Linked DNA regions of Bicyclus anynana: region 1 is linked to region 2. The links are chromatin contacts, called in public Hi-C maps. All regions are on one chromosome and are shown on one strand. The core of a region is the stretch at or near the end of the contact, and the rest is flanking DNA. Distances in the headings are between cores, read along the strand shown. Region 1 overlaps LOC112048022 (gustatory and odorant receptor 22). Region 2 holds the start of LOC112053606.

Region 1 (2,972 bases), core at 90-2,589, 250 kb after region 2:
TTTCATCCTCCTCCTAGCAAGTTAGCCCGCTTCCATCTTAGACTACATCATCACTTACCATCAGGTGAGATTGTAGTCAAGGGCTAACTTGTAAAGAATTAAAAAAAAATTACTTTATAAATAATATTCTAATAAAATATTGACTTACACTTTGTTTACTTATTTTTACTTTAAAAGTTTGTGATTAGGTACATTTTTATATACTGGTTAACACGTTCAGTTAAATATTTGCAGAGGAAAAAAAAACGCCCAAAGGAAGTTCGTAAACTAAAAGGAAATACGTTTGTTTATTCGAGATAATCGATTCAGCCTTCGCGTTAGGGCAATGACCGCTTTTCCGTCACTCAGTAATTAATTGCCTTCATGATAGATTTTCTGTCATTTTCATTAACGGCCTATTTTAATCGTTTTGACGACCTTCGTGGCGCAGTGGTGTGCGCGGTAGATTTCCAAGACGGAGGTCCTGGGTTCGATCCCCAGCTGGGCCGATTGAGGTTTTCCTAATTGGTCTAGGTCTGGCTGGTGGGAGACTTTAGCTGTTGCTAGTTACCACCCTACTGACAAAGACGTACTGCCAAGCGATTTAGCGTTCCGGTACGATGTCGTGTAGAAACCGGAAGGCGATTTTCAGGCTACAGGCGCTGGACTTTTACCGGGTTTTTTATAAGACAGAAAGCTCAAGATCCAAGATGGAGAATGAGGCAGTTATCTTTTAGATACTTGTAACCGGTTTCGCTACCTTCTGTTATGTGATAGCTTATTCACTTGTGTGTATGTCATTTGACTAAAGTAAGAAGTGACAAAACACATACGTTAGGCTTATCCGACGAATCTTGAAAAAAAAATACATTCTTAATTACGAAGAAGTTTGAATCAAAAACTTCACTGTGATATTCTGAAGTATAATATTGAACTAAAAATATAATCATTATTAAAAAATATAAAATCGATAACCAAATGTTTAATCGTGATTACAGGTAACCACAAGATGTGATATCACAAGTGAGATTTGGTAAAATCCCATGCATGGAAATCTTAGAAACAATACAATCTATAACGTCACCGCACAACAGTGAGGTCACACTAATTGCGTACAAACCACGACCCTCTCGACATCCGTGTTCGAAGTTCGAACTCGCCGCCATATAAAAACAATACAAAATTAAATCTACTAATCAAAATCTCCGCGACAATTAAATAAATTCATCATTAGCATATATATGTGTCTAAAAATAAAACTACATTGCGTAACGCTTGACATAATAGGACTATTTTATAATATCTACGTTCCGTTCCGTGACCTTGGTTATGCGTCGCGCCTGCGTGCGCGTCACACTAAACGTCACGGTGACGTCAGATGGCGTCACACGACCGACGCCTTTCACAGAACCGGCACACCTTTACCAGATAGCGTGCGCTATGGGGAAATCGTGTAATATCGGCTTAAATCGAAATCGAGATTTGCCGTGCCGTCGCTGATACGTGGAAATGTATTGGGATAATATAACGTGGGTTAATACCAAAATATACCTCATATAAAATATTGATACAGAATTAATTTTCCGTTATCGGGAAATTATGCTTCAATAATAATCAATATCTATAGAGGAAAGATTTGTATTTTTGTATGTAACGAATATACTTAAAAACTAATGCTCAGATTTGAAAAATCTTTCACCAATAGAAAGCTAGTCAGGGAGTGACATAGGCTATATTTTATCCCCGTATTCCCACAGGAATCTCCATAACCCACCTTCATGATGTAAAAGAGAATGCCCATCCCCGGCCCTGGCCTAGCCAAATCACCCGGCTATATACTTAGGTGTATCTAATAAAATCTTGATAACTCTAGTTACTTTATTAATTAAATAATTACTTTATCAATAAAACTTTGCTACAACGTTTTTCGACCTTTTTAATTCATGATTAATTTGACAAAAAAAAAATCGTGGACCATTTGAGACTCAGCCTGAGTTTTACTTGTTTTACGATATTATTTGAAGACTTATGATTGGTTTATTTATTCATTTTCTTGTTTATTACTCGTAAGCTTTTTGGTAACAGAAAAATAATACAGCATCAAATGTTACTTCGCCGCTTTGGTACCTACATCAGCGAACATTTTGCGCAAGAAGAGAGACAAAAAATGTTAAGATAATTATTTAACTAAATCTTTATTTATAGATCATATTATGATCTCCATATATTTTATACGGGGGGCCGACATTGTATTGGCCGGTGAGCATTCTCCTTTACCACAGTGTATTGTCAATTATTGTCATCATCAGCCTATTTTTAACAGCTGATTGCAAGGCCTGGGCCTTTATCCATGCGGTACGTCAATTTTTCTTTCTATAAATGTTAGCGCTTCGAAAATAATAAAAATTATATTCATTATCGACAAGTCACGTGATCAAGTTATCGATTGCATCTGTCATTCCCATACATTTTATTAGTTTTCGAAGCGTTAGTGTTCGTAAAAAGAGAATCGACATACCATATGGCTACAGGCCCAGAGGTCCCGCTTCCTTAAGATAGAACCCACTTGCACCTGCACTGTAGCAACATAGTGCAGTGGCGTAGCGTGCCTTGCAGTGGCCCTGTAACAAAATTAGTTGGGGGGCCCAAATGAAGGGTAAAGATTTCTTACAAAAGAAACAAAAATGCTCGCTTAAAATAAACATTGACAGTAACTTAACGTATTATGTAGAATGTTTCCAACTTTTACGGCGTTTATGAACGTATAATGGGGCACGCTTAACCCCGAATAAAAAACATTTTTTTTTACTTTTGTCATTTCTGAAGTGAAAACTCAGGAGTTTTTTTGTTTTTTTATCCGAAGAAGCACCAGAGGGCCTAGTAGCAGTTTGATACTGTTACTATAGCGTTAACGTAAACGCGAATTCCTAAGGAATTGAAGTCCATCTAGTGGTACTACTGCTCAACTGTTTCAATTCCATTTAAATTCGCGT
Region 2 (2,871 bases), core at 129-2,628:
AAATGAAAAAAACCATAATGTGGATATTATTGCATTTATCTATGTACCTATATGTATACTGTATAGACTACTGAACCGATCTAAACAATCTTTCACCAATGGAAAGATACATTAAGAACGAGTAACATAGGCTATATTTTATCCCCATATCTTACGGGAATGGGTACTACGCGGATGAAACCGCTGGGTTCTGATAGTTGAGTATAAATTTAAACGTATTAAATTCAATTTATTTCATTAGTAGTTCGGGGTTTACCTTTAAATATAGTCACATTTGAACATATTACTCTTCGCTTTAATGTATATATTACGTGTATATTAATAGAATAATTATTGTACATTGAGTTATGCTTAATTGATTGTTCTCTCTTCTCATAGGATACCGTTCGATTGCAATTATCAAAAAATGTAGGTTTTATTTATTTCGACGATTTTTTATGATTATTTGTTGGCAATATTGTACTTACAGCTATCTGTTTACGTATTTATTTACGATAACTTTATTTAAATTGTCTATTAGGAAACGATGTTTGATGTTTTAGTTTTTACAAGCATCAAAGCGTGTCGTTGCCACCAGTAGGTCATTGTCAATCGGCGGCGAGCAATCGCATTCAGTAAAATTATCCGTAAAACTCTTATCGCAATTTTTAGCGGTGAATTCTCTTGCAACAGTTTTTTTGCAACATCGCTCAAGTTTTCCTTTCTTTTTTGCATATCAGTTCAAGTTCACAACACGGACCATTTATTTGCAGCAATGCGTGTGCAATTCGCCGTTAATAATAAACAATTCATTCTATTAATTAGTGATGTCTTTGTTAGTTCAGCAATTTCTTTTCATAGTTCACTGTTATAGCTAATTAATTGATGTTTTATTAACAAAGCCGGTTTTATTAATTGGTTTTGGTATTATGTCAGGTTAAATGACAGATGTTTTTTACCATCCAGAACAAATTTTTATTAAAATATTTTATGGAACAATAGAATAGTCTAAGCTGACATAAATCGAAATATATAACTTAAAAAATAAATCTTCTTATGTAGTAATTTGTTCATTTTTGTAGGCTTTTGTGTGCAATGGAAAAAATCGCAGAATAGAGAAAATTTCAAAATATGTCTAAAAGAAAGTATTGTTGTGAGTATGACTTACCATCGATCTTTGGAATCCATTTCGAGTTTCCCGCAGGTACGGCGACCGCTGCAGAAACCATAAGAAACAGGACAATAATCCTCACACAGGCACCCATTTTATTGTTTATTTATTTTTCTTTTTAATTTATTTTATTGTCTTTCACGACGCAACTATCTCCCCCGTGTCGGCCGGTCACATTTGCGTCTATACGTACGATATCTACCGCGTGCTGTCAACAACTGAACTCGAGCGAACACTACTGGTGTACTTTCTACCAGCTGGCTGTAGGTGCAATCGAAGCATCGCGCGTGCTTGCCCATTGTGCTTTGTACTGACGGCTTATCAATAAGAAAGCAATAATTGACGTAGGGCGGATCGGTGAGTAATCGAAATTTAAGTAATTTGTATTTCGAACTGACAATTAGGCAATGCAACATTTGATAACATACTTTTTGGTTGATTAAGGCACAGTTAGGTGGCAACTCCTCGTATCGAAACTCAGTCCACGTGGAATTCAAATTTTGTCATTTTTGTTTACGTGTGATCTCAATGACACTAAATATATTTCAGAGATTGTGAGCAGGAGCTTAAGCTAGTACCACCGTCATATTAGTGCATCATTGGCAATGCAAAACATAGGTTAGTTGTGACTTTCTTACGATTTTATTATAATGATACGTTCCCAACGTGCTGGAATGGTGACCCCACACTAGAAAGCGCAGTGTTGGTTGATCCTTCAACGAGTGGACTGATGAGATCAAGCAAATTGCAAGTCGCTGGATGCAGGCGACTCAGGACCATGGTGTTTGGAAGTCCCTACAAAAGGCCTATTTCGTGCAGTACGTCCATTGGCTGATATGATGATGATTATGATGAATAAGTGTTCAGGTAGGTGTATGCGATTGTTTTTTACTTAACGTCAGATAACCCTTATGTTTGTTACATCAACTCCTATTGCAAAAAATAATATAAATACAAAAATAAATCTATTCATAGGCACTCTGAGTTGATTGTAAATAGTTATGGAAAAGTGGGAAAACTTTCCAATTTCTCTACAACATTTTCATTTATTAAGCAAATTAAATGCAAACTCTTTTTGGCGCGTTTTTTCTGTAAGTGAAATATTCGTACGGTATTCCAAAGTTGGAAAAAAATGATAACTTCTTCAGTAACAGATTTGGCAGTAGGTATAATAGCAAGAAAATAAATTTTTATGCAATTTGTTATTGCATAAAAAACTATTTATTTGCAATAGATGTTATCTATATTGTTCTAATTAAAAATATCAAGATGCTAACTGCGAGTAATAGACTCTGTTTTGTAATAATAGGTACTTAACGTATTAAAAAAATATTGCTTTGCTGCCTTTTATGTTCCACTACCAGCTTTTCATTTTCATTTCATTCAGACCGGTAGCCGGCATTTTACATTTTGGCGGTTTTTATTATAAAGTTGATGCAAAACGTTGATGCCATTTTTCACAGCATCTCCCTGTTCTGTGGAGATGGAGGATTTTAGTAGATTGGAAAGTTTCTGTGCACACTCTTCAAAGTATATCCCAAAAAGTATTCCTTAGGGTTCCGTAATCCACATGGATCCCTTAAAGTTTTGTCATGTCCGTCCTTCAACGGTTTAGCGCAGAGACTTTTACTCCTAATAGAAAGCTGTAAATTACCATGAATATGTAAATTAAAAATGTGAATAAAGTCGTAAAATAAAATTTTGAAAAATATTTTTTTAGG

Evidence for each region. Hi-C and Micro-C count contacts between places; a contact is called where the count stands out from the background.
Region 1: a contact with region 2 is called in a Hi-C map of whole body, with 5 times the contacts expected there. The contact joins the enhancer-like site here to the promoter of LOC112053606 in region 2. A contact is called at or near these places in 2 of 2 Hi-C or Micro-C datasets (whole body and whole larva).

Annotation. Positions count from the first base shown.
Region 1 is chr13:9,683,257-9,686,228 of ilBicAnyn1.1, forward strand. The region is part of intron 1 of LOC112048022 (gustatory and odorant receptor 22); the gene reads right to left. Among protein-coding and RNA genes, the nearest start is that of LOC128198664, 79 kb to the left of the region's middle. Within about 2 kb of position 1,340, at least 8 of the 8 cell types and tissues checked have open chromatin away from gene starts, as enhancers often do.
Region 2 is chr13:9,437,228-9,440,098 of ilBicAnyn1.1, forward strand. LOC112053606 reads right to left here and starts at 1,379. Exons shown (of 2, transcript XM_052884972.1): 1 at 1,148-1,379. The coding sequence starts at 1,244.